Regions from separate parts of the Mus musculus genome. Here region 1 is linked to region 2. A link is a contact called in public Micro-C data. All regions are on one chromosome and are shown on one strand. Each heading gives the region's core, a stretch centred on a gene start, on an enhancer-like site or on the middle of the called end of the contact. The rest is flanking DNA. Distances are from core to core; before and after follow the strand shown.

Region 1 (5,504 bases), core at 232-2,731, 48 kb after region 2:
GCTAGGAATGGAAGCTACAGCCTAAAGGCTTCCTGGGTACATAGAGAGGACATCTGGCTGGCCTCCCAAAGCCTTGGGCTGGGAAAGGGTAAAGCCTTCCTGGCCTTGGGTTCAAGAGACCACTCCCACCTGCAACTCTTGTTAGCCCAAATCCTGGGGGGTGCTTCTGGGACTGAGTTCCAAAAAGGTGGCCCCTGGCACTTCCTGTAGGGCAAGCTCAACCCCAGGGCCAGAGGGTGAAAGATGGAAGCTGGCAACTTTCTGTTTAGAGACCTGCCTGGTAGGCCCCGGGGGGTTGGTGGGGGTAGAAAAAGAAGGAGGGGGTGTTTGCTGGAATCCTTCAGATCCTGGTGCATCCAGAACATAGCTAACTAGCACTTTGCTTAACTGAAATGGGGCCAGCGGAGGCCTGGAGGCAGCAGGAGGGGCCAGGGTCAGCGCGCAGAGGGAAGTTTCCAGCAGCTGGCCAGCTCCCTGCAGGGAGGGCTGTGCTAGTCCCGTACTTGGAGCCGCAGATACCCTGGCGGCCGGTCCTGGAGGATGCAGCCGCGCGGCCGCGCGGGATGGAGCCATCCCAAGGTCACCAGCTCCGAAGAGCCCCGGGCTGTGAGGCTGGGGTACTCCGGGACGGCCCCTCGCGCGCCCCCGCGCCAGGGCCTCGGGCTCGCGCGGGCTCGCGGCCGGGCAAGCTGGCGGGCGGGGCGGCCGGGCCCCGGGCCAGCTCCCGCCTCCCTCCCGCCGCTCCCGCGGCTCGCGCTCCCGCGGGCCGCGCTCCGCGTCTCCAGCGCGCGGCGGGCGGTGCAGAGCGCGGCCATGGGCGCCGGGGCGGCGGGTCCTGGCGGCGGGGCGGTCGCGCGGCGGGCGCAGGTGCGGGCCGGGCCGGGCCGGGCGGGCGCGGAGCCCGCGCGCCGCCGCTGACGCTGTCTCCCGTCCCGCCGCCCGCAGACCCTCCTCCTCCGCCCCCCCGCAGCTCGGGCCCTGGTCGTGGCGCGGCTGCCGCACGGTGCCCCTCGATGCCCTCCGGACGCGCTGCCTGTGTGACCGGCTCTCCACCTTCGCCATCTTAGCCCAGCTCAGCGCCGACGCGGTGAGACCCGGGCGGCGGGGGGCTCGGGGCGCGGGACGCGGGCGGGGACATGAGCGCGGGCGGGCGGGAGGCTCAGGGCCAGGCCCGGCTCCCCCCAGGGGTCTCAGCGCCTGGCAGCCACAGTGTCCCGTTGAAGTCCTGGAGATGGTGAGTGGGAGCCTGGTGGGTGGCAGTGTGGAGTTTAGAGACCCTCAGGAAGTGACTGTCAGGTGGGTCCTGTCTCCACTCTCCTTGGAGGCCTTGGGCCTTGGAGACCTTACAACTGGGGCTGGGAAGCAGGCCTGTGGACCCCTTCGCTTTGCTTGCAGAGAACCGAGAAGAGGAGCTCCTTCGCACAGCGCTTCTGCCTGCCCCCGCCCCAGTGGAGCCTGGGCTGCGGAGGTGGCTGTGTCCCCAGGCAGGGTTCTGGGGGTGGCTGAGGCTGCTGGGCCTGGCCCAAGTCCCTAGACAGGCCCCATGGTCTCAGGGGCCTCCTTTTTTTGTTCCTGTGATTCTTGTGGGGGCTGCTGGTTTCTATGGTGACAGCATCTCAGGCCAGCTTGCTGCCTGGGGCTCTGGGTGCTGGCCCAGCCCTCTAAACTGGTGGGCTTTCCTGTCCCTACAGCCTCATGAAGGCCAGGAGAGTGGGGGTAGGGACTGGAGCTGCAGAGTTCTTGGGCCAGACTGGCCCAGGAAGGGAAAGAGACAGGGTCTGAGACCTGGCACCCAGCCCAGCCCAGCACTCTTGTGGAAGAGGCCCCAGGGTTGGAATGAAGGACTCTGGGGAGAGGACTTGGCTCTCCTGGATGTGGGCAGACAGATATTGGCTCTCTGAGAGCCCAAACTCCATGTAGATGCTTGGCCACCCTCTTATTCTCTGAAAGTGAGGAGGGCATACATTGTCAGCTGGGGTCTCATGGACACTCAGAACCAGAGGGACCTCAGTAGCTGCTACCAAACTCTTTGATACCAAACTCTTTGATAGTCATGGAATCTGAGGCCAAGAAGGGCCAGTTCCAGGTCCCATGGTGAGTCTGGGTCCCATGTGCCTTGCAACTGGGCAGATCCTTCAGCAGGACTGACTTGTCTGTGGGCAAGACGAGGGCAATGGCTGGGGCCACCCTAGAAACTCCGTGCAAGAGGTGGGTTCTATATAGATGGCTATTGCATGTTCATGCCAGGACTTCTAGAGGCTGACCTGGGCAGCATAGGTCTAGCCTGGGCTCCTAGGTTGCTGTGCCTCAGAACATGGAAGTAGGACCAGAACAGGGAGAACTGCAGAGGCCATATCCCTACTTCCTTTGTTCCAGCCCAGGATTGGGCTGTAGGAGATCGGAGCTGAAGACCGGGAAAAAAACGGGCTTGCTTCTTACACACGGCACTATCCTGGATCGGCCTTCTGTCTGTTCGAGTCTCAGTTTCCCTTGTAAAAAGGAGGGGGTCCTTTGTCCTTAGGGAGGAGCACTGCTGTTGTGAGCTGGACCCCTGGAGCAGCCATAGCTGGTGTGACGCCCCTGATGCTCGGAGAGAGCAGAGGGTTTGGGTGTGGAGCCTTCACAGGTAGACCTGACCATGATAAGTGCCCGGGACAGGGAGAATGAGGTCACCCTGACGGGGAGGAGCAGATGGACTGTCCCCAGCTCTGCTTTGTGTGGCATGGATGCTCTGGGGGCTTCTGCTTATCAGGTCAGTGGTCACAAAACAGTGTCTCTGCAGGGCGTCCTTTCAGATCTCCCAGTCTCTTGTAGCCCAAACCAGGCAGCAGAAGCTGAGTTCAGAGCCAGGTGGTACCTCCTGGAGCCTTTTCCCTTACTTGTGTGATGCGATAGCAACCTGCCCTCCTAACTGCAGGACTCCCTGGAAAGCAGCCTGTGTTCAGTGCAGGGGCTCAAGCAGGGAGTGGGGGTGGGCAGACGACTATTGTGGGTGTGGCTTCTGTTTACCTCCCACCAGGTCTCCCTTTGGTCTTTCTTTCCTTTCTACCTACCCCTCCTATCTCACCCATATTGGCTTCCGTAGGGGTGAGACCCTACTTAAGATGCTGGAAGGGAGGGACCAGAAAGTGCTCCTGCTAAGGTTTTCCTGACCTTTAGCTAGCTTACTTGGCCCAAGCTGACATTTGAACTCTCAGGGCTGGGGGCTTAGGCAGAACCTGATGGTGCCCTATAGGGAGATTGGAAGACCTGGAAGCAGGCAGGATCCTCTTTCCCCCAAACCAGCATCTAGAAGGAGTTTGTAAAGAGGAGGTTTGGAGTGAGGTCCTGGGGGGTGCACAGGAGTTCACTAGCCTAGCTAGGGGTAGGGGGTGGCAGCTATTCCATTTAGGTGAGAAAGGCACAGGGCTGCCAGGGATGTGCGAGATGTGAGAGAGACATGGAACACAGGACAGGAGAGACAAAGTAGACAGAGTGTGAGGGAGGGCTTAACTTCATACCAAGGAAAGGGAAGACAGGAGAGACAGGGTGGAGACCAGCAGGGGAGACGAGACCCTAGCAGGAATAAACAAGCAAAGGACAACCTGTCCGGCTGCAGAGCGGTGGCCAAAGCTGAGGTAGGTGGCTGCAGAGAGAGACAGGTGTTCCTCTCCCTGGCCGACAGAAAGACTATCTGAACCAGATAGTTGGAAGGTGCCTCAGCCTGGGCAGAGACAATGTACCAGACACAGTGGCTCAGGGGACTCTTATCTAAAGGGCCTGAGGTGGAGGTAGAGTGTGTGGCACCCAAAGCCAGGGTTGCAAACCGGTCAAGGCATGCCATGAGGGAGACAGACCTAGGAGCGGGGAGCTGGCTGGGAGCCAGGGTGTGGGCGCAGATGCTGCTGGGCTGCGGCTGCGGGAGGTGAGTAACTGCTCTGAGTCACACCTGTGAGTGGGGTGCACCACCTGCCTGAGCTTTGTGGATGGACTAGGCAGTGTGTTTATGGTGCCCGACACAGCCTGGCCGTAGTAAACAGAATGTGAGGCCAGCTGTGTCGTTGCTTCTGGGACATGCCTCAGACTTAGCTGGTAGGGGACCAGGCCCTAGTCCTGTGTGTAAGTAACCAGGATTGGTACCAACATTTAACCTGACTCAGGGCTGAGTATGTCACCAGGATCAGGGCTCAGCATGTGACTAGGATGAGGGCAGGTGTGTGAGTAGGGTCAGGCCCAGGTGTGGCAGGGTCAGGTAACAGAGTGTAACCACGGTTACACTCAAGAGTACTATGAGGAACAGGGTTCAAAGCATAACTGGGATTGGTTAGGGCTCAGAGTGTGACCGGGATCAGGGCTCAGTGTGTGAATAGGTTCAAGGTTCAGAGTATAACCAGGATCAGGGCTCAGTGTGTGAATAGGGGCAGGGTTCAGAGTGTAACCGGGATCAGGGCTCAGTGTGTGGCCAGGATTGTGGCTCAACCTGTGACCTGAATCAGGGCTTAGTGTGTATGTACAGGGTCAGAGTTCAACTTGTGACCAGAGTCAGGACTCAATATGTGACTATGTCCAGAGTTCAGCCTATGACAAGGATCAAAGCTCGATGTTTACCTGATATCAGTACTCAGAATAGTCACCAGATTAAGAATCAGAGTGAAAATACGACTGGGATCAAGACTCAGTATGTGTTATTGGTGAGGGGCAATGGGGAAATATGTACTGTTATTACGTATCTTAGTCTCTGAGGTGGGGTACTTTGTGGGTATTTCAGAGCTGTAGATAACAGTGAGACAGGAACAGGAGGAAGCTGGCATTGCGGGGTGGAAGCTGTTCTTTAGGAGGCGAGGTGTGGAGACCATGTGGAGTCTCAGAAGTTTGCAGGGTGCAAAGTAACAGCAACCGTGTAACGTGCAACCGAGACACACCATTGGTGAGTCACCCAGAGCGCTTGAGGGAAAGCGACAGGCAGAGAACCTGAGGCTGGTTCAGACGGAGTGTCCTTAGGGTCTCTAGAAGGTGGTGACACCTCAGCTAAGAGAAGGGCCAGGCACATGAAGGTCAGAAGGACAGTGATGGGTGATGGGAACAGTCTGTGCAAAGGCCCTCGGGCATGCCGAGCTTGGCACTAAAGCTGATGTCCCACAGTGGGCCAGCCTGGTCCTGTCTTCTCTCTAGGATTTAGGGTCTGTTTCTTGTCCTTGGGGTCTCCAGTCTGACCCTCCTAATAAGACCTGGCATTCTCTTGACACTCCTGCTTCACAGATTGCTGCTGCCCCACTCCCCACAGAATCCAGAGCTGAGGCTTTCATGAATGCCAGTTGGGAGAAGCAAGCAGGCTAGGGGTGTCTGGTGGCTGCCAGGCCTAATGAGGGCAGACAAGGCAGATGGCCGTAGAGGTCGAAAGTGGAGTCAGTCGTGGCATGGGTGTGAGCTACTTGCTCATTTGACTGTGACCTGCCCAGAGCTTTGGAATATTTGCTGACCACAACCCCTACCTGTTCCTGTCACCTGGCCTCCCCTCACCTGGG
Region 2 (5,708 bases), core at 2,205-4,704:
GTGGCGTGTGGGGCAAGCCAGACAGAGTGGACACCAGGCTCTGCCACCATCACAGTAGGACTGTTTAAGATGCTTCCCTTGATGCTGGGACCCAAAGGCCAAGCCTTCTCTGCCCTTCGTCACCTTGGGATCTAAGGAGGGAAATTTGGGGGAAAGGGGGACATGGGAAAGAGGGCTACAAAGGCCAGACTCCTTTCTCCACACATCTGGCCCAGAGCCCTGGGATGGTGGTTGTGAGGTGATCACCTCTAGGGAACTGCTTGCCCTGAGTAGGGATGGTATCCACAAAGTACCCTTGAGGCCCCAGTCTGTCTGTGCGGTAGATTGGTGGTACCAGAGATGATGAAGGAATTCTGAGGTGCATCACAAAAACAGAGTGGTTGGGCAAATGCTCCTGGAACCCCTTGATTGTCTTGGCTGCCATTAGCCCTGGATGGCCTCAAGGCATAGAACCTGGAAGGTCTATCACCATCTTTCTCTGGACCCAGGCATGAACAGAGTCCCTTGAGCAGCGAGACCAAGGAGGTTGCAAAATATGGCTTGGCTGATGGCTGGGCTGAGGCAGAGGTATCTGTGAAACACCGGGGGCCACATAAGGAGGCCAATGAGGCTTCCTAGGAGAGTCTCAGAATTCAGAGCCTCGTTGACGAGGGAGCTAAGGCAAACCTGCTCTTAGCATCAGTTCCTCCAACATTCCATCTTGGCATTTTCACAGTGCAGTGGTATTAGAGGGGAGCTAGGTGAGAGTTAGGGTATTGGTGGAGGGCGGGGCGGAGCTGGCGGAGGGGAGGGCCTTGCATCTGCTGAGTTTTAGAATGGAAGCACTCTGCCCTAACTGCAAAGCTTACTGGAGGTGTTATTATTGCTCCAGTGCATAATGAGATCATTATAGAATCATGGCTCAGGCCGACTAGCGTCAGAGTTTAGGTTGGAGTAGAGTTTCTGGTTGGTGAGTTCAATGTCATGGCTGAGTTTAACTGTGGCCATATTCTGTTTTCTGACGCTAAGAAGGCACCAAGCTAAGAGTCTCATTCTCTCTGGTTTTATGAGACTCGTGGTTGGGATCCAGCCACTTGGGGCTTGCTCAGTAGATCACTCAAGGCTTCTCAGCAAGGACCGTATACTTGAAAGGAAACAGATTTGGGTATAGAATGGTGCCTGGTGGATCTAGGCTAGTGTGGGTATTGGGAGAAAAGCTACTGGCTGTAAACTACAGCTATTGGTGGCAAACACCCTGGCTTAAAGTTGTAGGATCCTGAAACAATTTGGCTGGAGGAATTGTTTCAAGTTACTTGTGTCTGGTGGAGGGGGCTCACAGGGGGACCAGGACAACTGAGGCTGTGGTTGACTTGGCATGTGGCTGCTTCAGGGTGGCATTCCCTGCCTCTGACATTGCTCTCGTCTGCAAAGATAGAAGGGGATCCCATTGAGGTCTTACCTTGCACCGTCTGGACTCTGAATCAGAAACTTGGGTGAGGGAAAATTGCAGAGAGCAGCAGTCAGAGGGGCAAGAATGAGTTCCCACACAGGGAGAGGAACGGTTAGCCCCTTATCCTCAGAAGGATATCCCCTTTTTGCCCTGATATCCCAGGCCAAGCAGGTCTCAGCCTTGCCCCAAGAGCCTCCAGGTCAGATCCCCAGATCCCTGCCAGGGATTTCTGCTGTCTTCTCTTATCAGCAAGAAACAAGTGTGGAAAGTGCTTGGATCCTGACTCAGCCTCGCTGCTGCTCAGCTGTCTCTTGGCCTGATATCAGAGGCCCCCTGGTGACCACAGGCTGTTACTGCAGCTAAAAAAGGCCAAAGCAGGGCTAACTAAACTCCAGGGGCTGGAAGATTCAGAGGCCCAGCAGGAGCAGATGAGGGTCGTGAGAGGTCTCCTGGGAGGTATGCCGCCTCCTTTCTGGGATTTCAAATACCTTGGGAAGAATGGCATTTCTCAAGAAGCCTAAGTGAACAGGGTACTGACGAATAGGATGGTCTGGGCTTTAGTGTGGTCCTGCTCTCGGTCCCTCAGGACACCCTTGCAAGGTGAGGCCTTGCAGGAGTAACTGGTATGCAGAGTACCACGTTCAGTGCCTGGGTATCTAATTGGCTTGAGGTGCTTCCCAACACACACACACACACACACACACACACACACACACACACAGAGAGAGAGAGAGAGAGAGAGAGAGGTGTAGGTTGACTGTGATGTTGATGGAACTGATAAGATGTTTTAGTGGGAGTTACAGGACAGCAGTGTGGGTCCTGACACCTGGCAGGGAGAGTGCTGACAGTGGCTGTGAGTTTGTATTGTTGTTGACAGTGGCCTCCGAAGAGAGATGCAAACATCCGGACCCCATGTGTCCTTGGGTAGCAATGGTACTGCCACTGGTCTGCTAAAGTGTGCAAAGTAGTGGGCCCTGTACAAAAGGTTTTGAGTTCAGGGCAAATCACAAATTGTGAAACAGGAGCAAGGGGTCTGATGCAGAAGCATCTTGGTGGAAAAGAACACAAGGCAACTTTTCTGAGGCCAGGGTTTCCAGGACTCTTGTTGTCAGCCTAGACCTAGAGTGTCAAATCTTTTGACATTGAAACATGGCATTGTGGCCTACATATGTGTTGGGTCACATCCATTGTTGTCCTGGGATGTATGGGTGAACATACCTTATAGAGAGAGGCACCCCTTTGGGTCCCTAACAGAGGAGGAACCAGGGATCTTATGATGGAAGACAAAGCAACTGAGGTCTCTCTCCACCCATGGATGGAAACTGGCAGGCAGGGACACTTTAAAACCCACCCCCCTTTGACTCTGTCCCTGGCGGGCTCCCCTCCTCTCAGCATCACAGGACAGAAAGTCTAGACCGGTCAGGCCCAAATGAAGTGGTTCAGTGCCCCACCCCTGCTCTCCCTGGAAGGGCCCCAGTCCCTGCCTCTGACTCCATCTCTTTACCCATCACTCATCCAACCCACCCACCCACTCATCCACCTATGCATGCATCATCCTTCCATCTGCGTGGCCCACCCATCTATGTAGCCCTCCCCATGGTGCCACCCACCAAATCCACTTTCTTCCAGTCCTGCTCACCCTCACCCGCCTCCGCAATTCCACCGACCCTGACCCTGATGGCTACCTGTCCATCCATCAACCCTCCCGACAGCCTCTACCTACATTCACCTGCCTCCACCACCCACACACCTATTGGTCTGTGCACAGCCCTTAACTCCTCTTCTCCAACCATCCGTTTGTTGGTCCACCACTTGTCACCCAGATGCAGCCACTCCCCTGCTCCTGGAGGAGAGCACAGTCCCAACTCTTGGCTTTCCTGCTGCGTGGGGCAGGAGTCGGCTGTCTTAGGTGCGCTCGCCTGAGCGTCGCACTCCTTCTCCGTGATCCCGCTCCCCTCCTCCCAACCCGCCCCCCGCTCGCGCTCCCCCTCTAATGTGTGATCTGGAAGCTCTATAAAGCCTGATGTAATCCGTAATGCAGTCTCTGGCTCCCGATTCGGGATCCAGTTTCAGAGAGCGAGAGATTGGGGAGCGCCGGCAGCCGGGCGGGGGAGCAGCTTGCCTCTCTCCTCCTCCTTCTCCGCGTCCTCGGCCTCCTCCTCCTTCTGCCCGCGCCGCCCCGCCCCCGGCTCCGCTCCGCTCCCCCCCCCCCGCCCCCAGGAAGGGAAAAAAGGCGAGAAGAGCCGGGCAGGCGAGAGGACCGGAGCGGCGGCGCGGCCGGAGAGGGAGCGGCGGGCGCAGGCGGTGGTGGCGGCGGCGGCGGCGGGCGCGGCGTTGGCGGCGGCCCCGGCAGAGCGAGCTGAGCGGGCGAGCCGGCGGCACAGGCGTCCGCGCCGCGTCCTGGCCAGCCTCCGGGCCCGCGCGCCCAGCACAGCCCGCAGCCAGGGCATCCGGACCCTTCTGGCGCCCGGGGGGCTCCGCCAGGCAGGGGGTGGGGAGGAGCCTGAGAGCGCCCGCGGGTGCGCTCTTGGGAACGTCTCGGCGGGGCCCAAAGCGAGTCGGGGGCGGCAGCGACAGTAGCCCCAGCTCGGATCGGGCGCGCGGCTCGGCCGCTGGCGACGCGGTGCGCTCCGGGGGCTTTGCAAGTCGCTGGATCAAGTCCTTGCTCGCCCGTGGGGCCTCTGCTGCTGGGGAAGGTAAGAACGGCTCCGAAGGGGGTGGGGGCGCGGCGAAAGGGGGCGTCTCGCTCTGGGAGGGGGTCGGAGGAGGGATGGCCTCCCGGACTTCCTAACTTCGCCGTTTGGAGCTTCGCAGCTCTCAGGATTAGGCTTGGAGCTCGGGAGTTTGAAAGCCCCCCCCCAAGCCCCATTTCCCCAGCCCCCTTCCTCTTCTAGCGGCGGCAATGGAATCTGGCAGGTCCCTGCGATCCCGCATTGGGCGGGCTGAGGAGGGGGCGCCCTGGACGTGGGAGAGGCTTCTTGGTGCTCCTCACCTCCCCCTCATCCTTACCAGGCAGAGCCGGGCCAACCTGGCAGGCTCAGTCAGAGAAGCACCCCCTGCTCTATTACCCCCACAGACCCAGGGCGCGCTGGGGAAGGCGTTCCCGTGGTGTTCCGACACAGAGATGCTAGCAGGGGTCTGAGGGAGCCCCACCTGGCTCCCTATGCTGGCCCAAGGAGGCTCGCGAGAGACAACCCGGTGTGTCCCCCATTCCCTGATCTTACCCAGAGCCCGTTACATATATTATAGGGCCCGGCTGCATCTCATCCCCACCCCCAGCACAGAGCTGGAGGCGGGCAGAAAAGCCCCCAGACTTCCCGTCACAGCTCTCACCTACAGACCCGACAATGGCAGAGGAGACCCCCGGAGGCTTATCTCCAAATTCGGAAAAAAGGGCTGTCCTCGCGCCCCCACCATCACAACTGACACGCGCATACGCCCTAGCTCATTCCTTCCCGGTGTTCTTTCCTGTTCGGTTGGACAGGCGGCGCAGATAGGCTGCCCTGAACTTTGGGTCGGCCCGCTGCCCTCTCCGACCGAAGCAGCGGAGCTGGGCACCGAGCACTCCCGGTTGCGTTTCTCCAGTGGGCAGAGGCCACCAGCCTCCGCTGCCGCTGCGCTCTTTCGGAGCTGCGTGCCGTTGCCTCTAGGAATGAGCATGGCCCCCGCCCCCTCCTGAAATTCTGAGGGCTCGGGATCCGGCCCGGAGCCCTTTGCTCTGGTCCTCTGTGCAGCCTAAGCAGAACAGAAATTATCCCTGCCCCCGGGGAGGTGGGCAGCTGAATGGAGAATCGCAGCGAAGCTAGGTGGCTTGAGGGTTGGTCGGAGGCTGCGGCTCTGTGCTTGGGTCCCTCCGCCTGGCCGCGGTGGCTCCTGCTTGGTCACTCCCAGGCAGCCCAGAGGGCTGCACCAGCCTGGCACCCTCTCGGGCCTGTTGGGCACCCTTGCCCTTTCCACTTTTATTTTGGGCTTCCAAGTTTCTCTCGGAGCGCGCGGACTGGGCTAAGACTAGCCCAGCCCTAGTCCACTCCTTCCGCGCCCCTTCCCTCCCTGAAGTCCCCAGTACGTTCCTCTCCCCTGGGTCTGGGGCGCAGATTCCTTAGCGGCAACTCGGAGGGAGTTGAAAGGCATGAAGACGCGTGGGTGGGCACGGGGCGCGCACTCCCGCCCCAGAGGAGCCGCTCGGCATACGTGTTGAGGAGGGGGTTGGGAGGTCTGCGCGTCTGCACCCTGGGGGCCCAAGGAGACCCTCTGTGCTCTGGAGCCATAAACACGCCCC

What was found. Hi-C and Micro-C count contacts between places; a contact is called where the count stands out from the background.
Region 1: a contact with region 2 is called in a Micro-C map of stem cell-derived neurons, with 2.5 times the contacts expected there. The contact joins the enhancer-like site here to the promoter of Adgrb1 in region 2. A contact is called at or near these places in 4 of 484 Hi-C or Micro-C datasets (cerebral cortex, embryonic stem cells and stem cell-derived neurons), 6 of 115 datasets of contacts at active chromatin or transcription factors (double positive thymocytes, embryonic stem cells and pancreatic cancer cells) and 3 of 9 other capture datasets (adipose tissue, liver and pancreatic islet).

Annotation. Positions count from the first base shown.
Region 1 is chr15:74,563,015-74,568,518 of GRCm38.p6, forward strand. Adgrb1 (adhesion G protein-coupled receptor B1) reads left to right here. Exons shown (of 31, transcript NM_174991.3): 18 at 946-1,087. Among named protein-coding and RNA genes, the nearest start is that of Adgrb1, 50 kb to the left of the region's middle. Within about 2 kb of position 1,482, at least 129 of the 459 cell types and tissues checked have an H3K27ac peak or open chromatin away from gene starts, as enhancers often do. A contact at or near this core is called in cerebral cortex and stem cell-derived neurons, where this site is marked.
Region 2 is chr15:74,512,742-74,518,449 of GRCm38.p6, forward strand. Adgrb1 (adhesion G protein-coupled receptor B1) reads left to right here and starts at 3,455. Exons shown (of 31, transcript NM_174991.3): 1 at 3,455-4,125.